2 separate regions of the Ovis aries genome follow, and region 2 is linked to region 1. Evidence: chromatin contacts called from public Hi-C data. All regions are on one chromosome and are shown on one strand. Each heading gives the region's core, a stretch centred on a gene start, on an enhancer-like site or on the middle of the called end of the contact. The rest is flanking DNA. Distances are from core to core; before and after follow the strand shown.

Region 1 (5,988 bases), core at 1,009-3,508:
TCTTCCCAAAAGAGGATGCCAAGGCCAGGGACAGTTTTGATGAGTACAGCCTGACCCCAAGGTCTTTTCCCTTCTTACCCAGTCTTTCCGGGGAGGGAGTGTGCCCTGCTCATCTCTATCTCTCATCTGCTTCTTCCTCTGCCTTCTGACCACTTCTCTATTGCTCTTCTGCCTTTCCGGCATCCCCACCCCCAGAACTATCACTACTTCCTCCCATCCCAGGCTCTAGTATCATGGGCTGGTGGGAGAACTGCCTTCCTCATCTTTCTCTCCTATGACAGGGGCCCTGCGGTTGCTGGTCCACCTGCCGCCGGGCCTGAGACTCCCACTGCTACTTGAGTTCCCAGAATAGACACGTTTTCTGTTGATGGGTTGAAATCTACCACTAATCCTGTGTGACCGCAGAAGCTGCTGGCAGTGGGCTCATTGTGAGCTGTGATGTGGTACAAAGACAGTGGATGGATGGTTCGACTATGCATCCTCCCCATGCAGTCTTCCTTGTAAATACTCAATGGGTGGGGGTGGGGGAACAGGCATCTGCCCAGGTAGAGGCCAAGACAGACGCTCCAACTAAGAGGCTTACTGGCTGGTGGGCTCAGGAAATCTAAATGCAGTACCTTCCATTTGTGAGGGAAAGAGAGACCCTGGAGGTGTCACAGGGACCACAGCTAACGGAGTGGTGGAAAATGGAGACAACAAACTATGGAGGCTGGGATTGTTCCTGGAAGATATTAAAGGGGCAACATGGGAGGCGGATATAGGACATGGAGTTTCTGCAAGGATGGGTTTTGGATGATCTGCTTTTCCTCTGTCTGCCCTGCAGCGCTCACTAGACTACATAACCTGCAATAAGAGGATTTAAGTAGAATGTGAGGAAGAATCTGCCTCTTGGGAGATTCTCTCAGATGATCAAAGGTGGTCGTGGACTCTCCTTCCTGGGAGAGCCAAGAATCGTTTACTAGATGCTGACAAGTCTGGCTAAGGGGCCGATTATGGGATAGGACCAGTTTGGGATATCCAAGTTCATCATGTCCAAGTTCAGCAAAGTAGAGGGAGGGGAAACAATGCCTATCCTGTCCCATTCATTTCTCAGGTTTCCAGGCACCTGCTCAGTCATTTAGAATGGAGGTTTCCTTGAGACTATACTCCTCCTTTGCCGGGGGAGGGGAGGGCGGCAGGAGAAGATACAAGAGTCTGTGGCCTAGCCTCATGCCAGGCGCATACCTGGTGCTCAGTAATATTTGTCGAGTGAATGAATGAGCCCCTAAGGCAGACCCCAGAGGGCTGAGGCTTCCCTCATCCTGTCCCCGTGTTCCCCGGCTCCAGTGGCCTGGGGCCTTGCTTCTTGCCCACTGACGAGGGTGAAGGCAGCACTAACCCAGGAGTGCAGGACAGAAGCTTTTTGGTCTCCCAGGAATTATCTAGGACCAAGCAATGAACTTCAGGGCAATCACTGATGGGGCTCTTCCTGGACTCAGATTCTACCCCTTCCCTGCTAGAAGTCTCAAGGCCTAAGGTAAGTTTCCCAACCTGGTGGGCGTGAGGGGGTTGGTGAATGGCAGTATGTTGGGGTCTTCAGTCCTTGCCCCTTCCCAGTTCTGTCCCGCCTAGGAGGCAGGGTACAGAGTAGATGCTCTCCTGCCAAGGGCGACTGAGCCCTTGGGGCCACGAGAGGTTCTTAAACCCTCTCTCTCAGCTCCGGGAGGAAGTGACTGACAAGTACTAGCCAACTGTCTCTTCAAAGCCAGGAGGAAGCAGCAGGAGGGAGTAAGGTGCATGCCCAAGCTTGACTCCGGGGAGACGTGTGCTCATCACATGGAATCTGGGATGTAGCTTGGCTCATGGCCCTCAGAACCCCATGATGCCGCCTCTGCTCTCCTGAGAATTTGGGTCGGGGCTCTGGACCATGGCCCTGCACACACCTCACTGGGGCTGGATGGTGGGCAGCAGCCTCTACCGGGTCACGTCACCCCAGTTACCCAGCACCGGCCCCCCACCCTTCCGGGGCCCCTGGCTAGCTGCGGTGCCCCTGGAGGAGCACAGGGTTCATGCCTAGCTCCCAGGAAGCAGGGGCTGCTGAGGCGCATCTGCCAGCCTCCCCTGTGCCCCAGGTGCCCCTCACCTTGAGCTGGGACTTGGAGACCTTGCCGCTCTTCTCCACGTCCAGCGCGGTGAACGCGTACCAGATGGACTTAAGCAGCTCCTTGCGCAGGGCCATGGCTGAGGCGCCCGCCCGGCCCAGGGGCGGCTCTGACACCAAGATCCGGTTTCAGGAAATGCAAACGGCAGCAGAGACCGCAGCAGGGCCCGCGGCACGGACCAAGAGCTCCACCTGCCTGCTCTCGTGGGCTCCCGCGCTGGCAGGACCCAGCCTGTTGCTCAGTGGCCCCGCTCCCTGCTTGGGACTGGGGACCAAGCCCTGGGAAGCTATGGCCCCAGCTCTGTTCAACCTAGTTCCCTGGGCCTGAGGCCCTTTGGGAGCCTCCTCAGCCCCCGAGCCTCCTGGGCCCCCAGAGGCAGCTTGCTGAAGGAAAAGCGAGCCCGTCCTGACTTTGGAGTCAGACAGCAAGGGGCAGGTCCTGTACCGATCCCACACTTACCAGGTGGGAGGCTCTGGATGAACAACGTAACCTCTTCAAGCAGCTTCTCATTGGTAAAGCAGGAGAAATGCTCACCTCATAGACTGTAAAAAGGTCCGAGGATGGGTGTAAAGCTGGGTTAGGCTCTGGGTAAAGCATTTCTTTTAAGGCCGTCTAACACTACTGTGGTGGCGGGGCCCTTCCCACCACCACCAATACGAACTTGGAGGAGGAACTGGGCCAGGGTGCCTCTCTAGGTTGGGAGGACTTGGCATGTGATTGGCCGCTTCCTTATCCCCTGGCCTTGGCTCTTAACAAGGCACCCAGAGGACTGCCCCCTCTGAGGCCCAGTGGCTCTGACCCAGAGACTCTGAAGCTCATGGGATGAGCCCCGTGGTGGGGCCCAGCTTCCAGGGCGCTGGGAGCAGGAGGGTGGGGACCCAGGACCCTCCACATCAGTGCTTCTGTTTCTTTAGACTCAGTACCTGTGAGGGCTGGTGCATACTCCTGCCACCAACAGTGGCCTTGGATGTTGAAGGTAACTGAAGCACCCCTACTCGGGGGCATGCCCCAGCACCTGTCCTTCCAAGGAGCAAGTGCAAAGGAGAGTTTGCTAGGCATCCCCTAGGATGCCTGTGTTGGAGAGGGGGGCACATCCGTGACAGTGGAGGAGAGGAAAAGAGACACCTCTACCTGCAATGCCTGTGATGCTCCCAAGCAGGAGGGGTCAAAGCCACGCGTTCTCTCCATCACCTGCCTTTCCTGCATTCCACCGTTCCCGCCAGGGCTGGTCTGGTCCTACCGCATACTTTTCAGGAGACTCCAGCTGTGTCTTCGGACTTCCACAGCATGGTCCCAGACACCTAGGTGGGTACCCCCAGAGCTGGGTATCGAAGCTGGCACTTCAGCACCAGGGCAGCAGAGCCATCAGAGATTTTGGGTGCCTTGGCAAGGGTACCCCCAGTCGGTGGGGCTTTGCTCACTTGGAGCAGTGGACTGTGTGCTATGTGTAGAGAAGTGGTTGGGTCTGGAGGGGCTGTGATGACGTATCACAAGGCAAAGTAGAAAAAAACAGAGTTCCTCCACCCTACTCATCTTGAGGCTTGAGATCCAACCAGAGCCTGGAAGCAGCGGTCACACTGGCCTTGTTTGGCTGCCTGGAGCCCACCTGCTCAGCTGCAGGCAGGAAGCCACCGGCCACTCCCTGGGGCTTCTCACATTAGGGCTTCCTTCCCCGGCACTCCTGGGAGGGCAGGCCCTACAGTCCGACACTGAGGCTGCGTGAGGTCTGTGCCCCTGGCACCAGGGCCCAAAGCTGAAAGGAGGGAGGAAAGACCCAGGTGGAAACTTGGAACTTTTATTAAATACTCATTCACCCATTTGCCACCACCATCCAGAGCAGGAAAAAAAATTATCAAAATGGAATTAAAAAAAATAAAACAAATTACACCCAATCCCCAGTATGTACAAGGTCATTCCTGGCCTCTCTGCCACAGCTGCAGAGAGGCTGGGGAGCAGCCAGGGTGGGCGTGGGGCTGGGCACCTATCTCCAGCCATGGGCCCCTGAGCAACTCTGACGGTGGTGGCAGAAAGTCCCTGCTGCCAAGGGGCCAGACACCTCGACTGGCCTCCGGGGAGGTGTTTATTGCTGGGAGGGGCAGGGCTGGGCCCGCTCTGCCCCTACTGGGCGCAAGAGCTGTCTGACTGCTCCCAGAGTGGGCAATGACCAGTTGGAAGTAGAGGACCAGTCCCAAGAGCAGCCCCAATCGCCACCTGAGAAGGGGGATGGACCGAGGGCAGGATGGTTGTTTTCCAGAGAGGAGAGAGGGTGCTCAGCTGATTCTGGGGGGAGGACACCCCAGTGTAGCCTGCAGATCAAGCTCGTCCTCCTTAGCTCCTGAGGATGATGCACTCCCTGACTCCAGCTGCCTGGCCCTCCTTGGGGGCAGGGCTCCTGTGCCCTTCAAGCCGTTTTCTTGCTGCCTTCTTGCCCCAGAGACCTTTGTGGCCACCTGCACGTCAGCCACAGCCTGGGCCCTTGGAGGCAAGGATGCCTGTGCAGCCCGGCGCCTCCTTCAGTGTGGTGTGGGACGCAGCCCTCGGGCTCAGCAGCCGCTCTCTGACTCTGCGGTCTCCAGGGTCGCCGCCCCCTGCTGCATGGCAGCGGTGGCCACGCTGATAGCCTCCTCTAAGGTCTGCTGCGCCTCCAGCTGTGGAGAAGGAAGGAGAGAGTGAGACTCTCCCTCCCAGGGCCCAGTGGTAGGGTATGTGGTCTACTTTCTTGAATGTCCTCCGCCCACCCAGTGTCACACACACCTGAGCACTCGGTAGGGCCCCAGGAAACAGAAGTTCACTGATAGAACCCTATTAGGCTAGGCATGGTGAGGAGCCATGGAACGGTCCAGGGTCAGACAGAGCAGCTTGCTGATGGAAGGGGAATGGCGGGCTGGAATAATCATCTACTTCAGCCCCCTTATTTTCCAGATGAAGGAACAGGGACACGAAGAAATGAAGGGTTGAGACTGCAAGGCAGACTGCCATGAAATTTACCGTGAAGGTCAAAAGGGGCTCCCCACCCTGCGTCAGTGAAGGAAGAGGCTGGGCCTGAGACAGGTGTGTGGATGCAGGCAGAAAGGGATCTGTCGTCTGAAATGGGCACCTTCAGGCCCAAATGCTGTCCTCTTCTAGCCCTCCACGGAGTTCCCTGCCCTTCGTGCTTCTTTCTGCAGCCACCAGTCTCCTCACCTGCACCGCAATGTGCGTTCCGTTGGCTGTGGCCAGCAGTGCCACCTGTTGATGATGAAGGGATGCTACACTTGAGTCCTCAGCCACCACAGTCCCAGAGGTGATGATTGTGACCTGAAATATATATTAAGAATGAGGTTTTCCAACCTACCTACATTCTCCCAATCCCCAATCCAAAAAAATCCCTTCAAGCAAAGTATCTGGGAACAACTCAGAAGGAAATGAATAAAATCACTGAGTCTGATTAATGAGCTAGCTTGGGGCTCAGAGCTAAATGGGGGTTGTGGCAGTGGTGGTTTAATCACTATGTTGTGTCCGACTCGAGACCCCATGCACTATATAACCCACTAGGCTTTTCCTTCCATGGAATTTTCCAGGCAAGAGCACTGGAGTGGGTTACTATTTCCTTCTCCAGGGGATCTTTCTTCCCAACCCAGGAACTGAACCTGGGTTGGCACACCACCCCAGTACTATTGCCTGGAAAATCCCATGGATGGAGGAGCCTGGTAGGCTGCAGTCCATGGGGTCACTAAGAGTCAGACACGACTAAGCGACTTCACTTTCACTTTTCACTCTCATGCATTGGAGAAGGAAATGGCAACCCACTCCAGTGTTCTTGCCTGGAGAATCCCAGGGACAGGGGAGCCTGGTGGGCTGCCATCTG
Region 2 (5,988 bases), core at 1,892-4,391, 140 kb before region 1:
AGAACCACTTGCCAGGGGTTAGAACAACATATGTGGGCCAAGAAAAGCCTTCACATGGATGGTGAGACCTTCACTTCCCACCCCCCACCCCCACCGAACAGCTGTGCCTTGCTGCAGTGGGGCTTCCCTGGGCGCCCCTGGGGTCCAGGAAAGGGTGGAAGAAGGGCTGTGGGGAGCAGGGTAGGGCAAGTCACCTTTCCGAGGGTCTTGAGCAGCTGCTGCAGCCTGGGAACCTGGTCCTGCAGAGGAGAGCCCGGTCACTGCCAAGCCCCCACCCATGCAGCACGGCCCCCGGTCATGGCCATGGCCCCAGCTGGGACCCAGCCCCCTCTGAGAGAAGGCACCGGCTCAGTGGGAGCTAGTGGGCAAAGATGACTCAAGAGAGCCAGAACATGAAGCCTAAACTTTACAAAGTGCTTCAGAACTCAAACTAGACAAGGGCCCATGTAAATCCAGCTGAACAAACTTGTCTTCTTTGCATCCATCCTGATGGGGCTAGACCAGGCCCTGGGCTGGGAGGTCAAGCTGGATGCTGGGATGACTCCCCCATTTCCCATAAGATGGGGCGTCAGGGGTAGCTCCAGAGCCTTTCCTCTTCCCCGGTACCCCTGACCTCACAATACTGATCATTAGGTCAAGGGTTCCCACCTCCAGTCCCTCCCTTCCCTACCCTCTTCTCAGAAGCTTGTGGAGCAGAAACTACATTCCCTCACCCCTCCTCCTTCCCCTTGCTCCACAGACTACAGTCATTCCAAAGGGGACAGTGTCCCAACCAGCTTTTGCCCTGTATGAACCCTCCACTCCAAAAGATCACTCTAAAGCAGCAGCCTCACCCTAGTACCTGGATAACTTTGGGCAACTCCAAACTCTCAGGTAGGCCCTTAGCATCCTTTAGACTCTGACCAGCCTCACTGGGCTCAGGTCCCATGATAGGCTGGTTTGTAATGGATGATGCACCTCCTCCATCAGCCAGGGATTCCGAAGATTCGTGTTCAGGTCTCTTCCCCTCGTGACCTTCTTCTTCCTCTTCTTCCTTTTCCAAACACCGGAGCCTTTTGGGGGCCCTCTCCCCCTCAGGACTGACAGGCTCTTCCTCTGGCTCCTTCCTGCGTTTCCCAGGCTGCTGGGAGTCCTTGTTCTCCTCCTGCCCTTCTCCTTCAGAATCTGGAACTGGGGGCAACTTCAACTTCCTGCCCCCTTGGCCCAGCCGCCTACACAGGCCTTGAAGCTGTCTCTGGCACCTTTCAGACAGTGGGGATGCTCCATCAGTGGAAACACCAGCACTCAGATCCCTTTGCAGAAATTCTCCAAGGGCCCGGAGCCAGGGATCAAGGTCAGGGCTTGGATCCTGCCTCGCAATCTGCAGCACAGGGAGGAGCCTGCTTTTGGGCAGCGATGGCCAAACAGCCACGAGCAGGGACATCAGGTTTGTCCGGCATAACGGGGGCAATCGCAGCAGCAGTGGTTTCCTAGGTGGCAGAGGGAGGGTACCGTTAGGAGCATCTCGCTGAAAGGAGCACAGAGCAGGCTAGCTAGAGTTAGAGGCTACATGGCGCTGGACAGAAGTTGGTGGGGAGCGCTGGAAGGCAGCACCTGAGGGTCAGTGTGGATGAAAGTGGAGACAACATGGAAATCACTCAACAAGCGAGCATCTATTCTACACTACACTAGGCCCTGCTCTTTGACATCTCCTATTTCAGCTCAAAAATTGGAACCTACCCTGTAATCCATCACTTCATGGCAAATAAATGGGGAAACAATGGAAACAGTGACAGACTTTATTTTCTTGGGCTCCAAAATCACTGCAGATGGTGATTGCAGCCATGAAATTAAGATGCTTGCTCCTTGGAAGAAAAGCTATGACCAACCTAGACAGCATATTAAAAAGCAGAGATATTACTTTGCCAACAAAAGTCTGTCTAGTCAAAGCTATGGTTTTTCTAGTAGTCATACATGGATGTGAGAGCTGGACTATAAAGAAAGCTGAGGGCAGAAGATTTGATGCTTTTCAACTGTGGTGTTGGAGAAGACTCTTGAGAGTTCCTTGGACTACAGGTAGATCCAACCAGTCAATCCTAAAGGAAATCAGTCCTGAATATTCATTGGAAGGACTGATGCTGAAGCTGAAACTCCAATACTTTGGCCACCTGATGTGAAGAGCTGACTCATTTGAAAAGACTGATGCTGGGAGGGATTGAGGGCAGGAGGAGAAGGGGACGACAGAGGATGAGATGGTTGGATGGCATCACCAACTCAATGGACATGAGTTTGAGTAAACTCCGGGAGTTGGTGATGGACAGGGAGGCCTGGCATGATACAGACCATGGGGTCGCAAAAAGTTGGACCAACTGTGACTGAACTGAACCCTGTAATAGATCCATACCTGTTTTATGTAAACAAGAAAAAAAAAGTCCTTTCTGAAATTTTATGTAAAAATGATACTCCAGAACGCCGAGTAACGCTTAGTCTGCAGCCCTGTGCTCCCCTCGGCAGTCCCTGCAACTCACAGGGTAACCACCCTTCACGCTTCCGCACCTCTTCACACACAGACACTTGGGCTATGTGAGGCAGGAAAGAAACCTTTTATTTATTTGTGTGTGGGGGTTAAAAACACATCTAGAGCAGCGGGTAGCGCCAGCTCCTGCTTCACACGACCCTAGAGGATGAGGGCACCAACAGGGCCGGAGGAACGCGGGCGGACGACTTACAGCTCCAGGCGACAGTCCGGGCCCTCCACGACGGGCTCCTCCCGGCACAGCGCCTCGAGGACGCCGTCCCAGGCAAAGGGCTCCCCGCCGCGGCCGCTCAGTGTCCGCAGCACCCCCAGACCGCGCCGCGCCCCGTCGGGCCCGGCCTGCAGCGCCTGCAGCAGGAGGCGGCCGGGGGCCTCCAGCCGAGCCCAGGGCGCCGCCGTCTCTGCGTCCTCAACCCGAGCGGACTCAGCCTCCAAGGCCTCCATGCCCGGGATCGGGGAGTCGCGCCGCCCCGCGCTCCGGCTTCGGGCCTCAGCTCCGGGGCCTGGGGAAAGGGAGGCTGAGGACAGCGCCGCTCCAGCCAAGTTCCATCCTCAGCACAGGGAGACGCCCAGCCAGGGCGCGGGACTCGAGCGGTCGGCAAAGGAAAGAAGCTGCAGGTGCGGCTAGGGGCGGGGCGCGGCGGAAAGCCGGAAGGGGCGGGACCGGGATACGCCGGGCCGGAAGCAGGAACGGAGCAGGGGAGGGGGCAAAGGCCGACTGCCGGTCTGCTGATGGGGCGGGGCTACAAAGAAATAGGCTTGTGGGCGGGGTCATGCAAGAGATTGGGTGGGACAGGGCTTGATGGAGGAGCGGGTCCTTACCTTCCTTCAGGTAAGCGATGAGGGCGGAGGTACAGAACGGATATCAGGGTTGCTTGTATTCAATACTTCTGGACCCAAGCCTATTTAATTTAAACCGACGCCTATGTTGCTTGTAGATCTTGGGCTTTGGCATAGGATTTGATCATAAAACACCGTAAGGTCACCTCTTCCACAGGCCATCAGCTGCCATCATTTAAGTTTCAGCCATCTCCAGAAATATTTGATGTATAAGTACACCAGAGAATGGGAGTTTCAGTAAAATCTAATGTTATCTATTATAGCAAAGAACCTTGCTACTGTAATCTTCCTCTCAAATCAAGAAGTGGCCTTGCTCTGGTTGTTTATAAAGGATCAAGAGAGCCTCCATTTCCCAGTGTTTCAGCTTAGGGAAATCTGGAGGAACCAAATCTTCCCGCGAAGGGAGGGATCAAAGCAGAGGATGGAAATAAAGGCAGAGGGGAGAAGACCCCACAGGACCCCCATAAAGCCTCCTTCAGGTCCCAGCTTGTATTTCTGTCTTCCCAGCTGCTGCCATGCATACATCCATTGGATCAATAAGCCTTCTACTGATCACCTAGGGCTAAGGATACAGGGAACAAAATAAAGATCCTTGCCCTTATTGTTGCTGATGCTCTAGGGAGGAAACAGACAACTGAATAAGTAAACAATAGAATGACTGTTTGTGATAGGAGGGAACAGAGATAGAGTGAGGTAGTTTTAAATAGGTGGTCAGGCAAGCTGAACCTAAAGGAGATAAGCAAGTAAGCCAGGTAGAGGTCTATGAGGAGACCATTCTGGGAAGAAGGTTATGGTTAGGCTTTGAGCAGAAGCCTGGCTGGAGCTGAGTGCCCCTGCTGGAGAAAAACAGATGAGATTGGAAAGATAACCAGACCAGATTTTGTGAGGCCATGAGGTCCCAGAGGGAAACTTGTCTTTTACTCTGAATAGTATGGGAAGCCATAGGCATATTTTGAGCTGGATCTGATTTCCATTAGAGTCAGTTTTATAATTTTTTCCAAAATGATTTCAAGGGAGCTATTGGATAGGACTGGAGTTCCCAGGTGACTCAGTGGTAAAGAATCCACCTGCCAAGCGTCGGGAATATCCACTGGAGGAGGAAATGGCAACCCACTCCAGTATTCGTGCCTGGGAAATCCCATAGACAGAGGAGCCTGGAGAGCTACAATGCATGGGATCACAAAGAGTTGGACACGACTGAAGCAACTGAACAACATTGTGGAGAGGAGTAAGGAGGATTTCTTAGATAGTGCTTGCTTTGCAAAGCCCAAAATAGTAGGAAAGAAATTTCCAGGACCCTCTCTTTCAGGCTATCAGTTCTAACTTCATGGGAGATGTTTATGGTCTTCTAATGATGTTGGGGGCAAGGAGTTAGGGAGGCCCAGATAAGTAGTGGGCAGGGCCAAGAATGCTAAACAACCTTCAACGCCTTGCCCACCCTCAACAAACAAAGCTTTCCTTTGTAGTGGCTCTAGCTCATGCCCTTCAAGGTCTGCATTCTGCCAATGGGAAGGAGATGAAGGAGAAAAGTTCTTAAAAAGTGTTTTCTAAAAGTGTGGTTCAAGATCCCTGAAGGAATACTCAAGATCCTTTCAGGGGATCCCTGACATCACTCTTCTTTGTAGTACTTATGTTGTTATTTGCCCTTTCTTGTCTCATTCTCTTATGGGTATAAAGTGAAGTTTTCCAAAAGCCAAGTCACAAGTGATACTACAACAGGTTAAGTGCAGAAGCAACCCCTTGGTTGGGATGGGGGCACGCCTGGGGTATAAGCAGACTCTTCAGACACCAGCAGTGATGCTTTAGGTACATTTTATTGGTTTCCTTCAGAATCCTTTTACAAAAGAACAAAGTTAAAAACCAAGTCCCTGCCGAGACATTGAGAACCCTACCCCCTCACTACGTCCCACAGCTGTGGCACTGCTGCAGTCCATGAGGGTAGAGGGCTTGCTACTTTCGTCCCTTACCAAGCCCCCAAAGGGCAAATACTACCACCTGGCAACCCCTGCCCTCAGCCCCATCCCCCACACGTTGATCATGGTTATGGCAGGCAGTGGTAAGAACTACTGGGGTCCAGGAGGAGTTCTGAACCCCAGAAAGTCATGCCCAGGGCACAGTCCATGAAGAGCACTTCCTCTTCTGGCTCAGTGCCCCCTAGGAACACTGGTCTGCCCACCATCTGGGAGTAGAAAAGGAAATAAGAGAAAACCCATCAGCTTCAGTTCTAGTTGTGCCTGGTACCAGAGAATCAAGGCCGACACATAGGTTGGGGAGGTTGTCCATAGCACAAAAGTACCACATCCACACAGGCACCATCCATGTCATAGATAGCATATGTAGGTTTTACAATTCACAGACATTTATTATAAAGCATAACTAGCAGCCTTCCCAACCTCCATATCCCCGCTATTACCACCTCACTCACAGAGGCCAGCTGCATACTCTCAGGCCAGAGAGGATCAAAACTCGGGGCCTCATCTGGGAGCTGGTGCAGGTAAATGCAGTCAAATTTGAAAGGGCAGCGGCCATTCCCCCGCACGAAGAACCGGCACTGAATCTGGCTATGAGAGGGCAGAAGGAGAGAAGACCATCACCTTCAAGCCCAGTTGCCCTAGGAACAAGGGCCAACATGT

The links. A called contact is a pair of places that touch in the nucleus more often than the background predicts.
Region 2: a Hi-C map of muscle shows a contact between it and region 1, with 2.9 times the contacts expected there. The contact joins the promoter of FANCE here to the promoter of DEF6 in region 1. A contact is called at or near these places in 6 of 16 Hi-C or Micro-C datasets (blood, muscle, skin fibroblasts and 1 more).

Annotation. Positions count from the first base shown.
Region 1 is chr20:9,400,494-9,406,481 of ARS-UI_Ramb_v3.0, reverse strand. It overlaps DEF6 (DEF6 guanine nucleotide exchange factor), which reads right to left and starts at 2,258. Exons shown (of 11, transcript XM_060403104.1): 1 at 2,123-2,258. The coding sequence starts at 2,218. LOC132658237 (a long non-coding RNA gene) reads left to right here. Exons shown (of 2, transcript XR_009597554.1): 2 at 1-4,033. ZNF76 (zinc finger protein 76) reads right to left here. Exons shown (of 14, transcript XM_042237001.2): 13 at 5,325-5,438; 14 at 3,923-4,789. The coding sequence ends at 4,685.
Region 2 is chr20:9,541,293-9,547,280 of ARS-UI_Ramb_v3.0, reverse strand. It overlaps FANCE (FA complementation group E), which reads right to left and starts at 3,141. Exons shown (of 10, transcript XM_027958484.3): 1 at 2,709-3,141; 2 at 842-1,469; 3 at 195-239. The coding sequence starts at 2,959.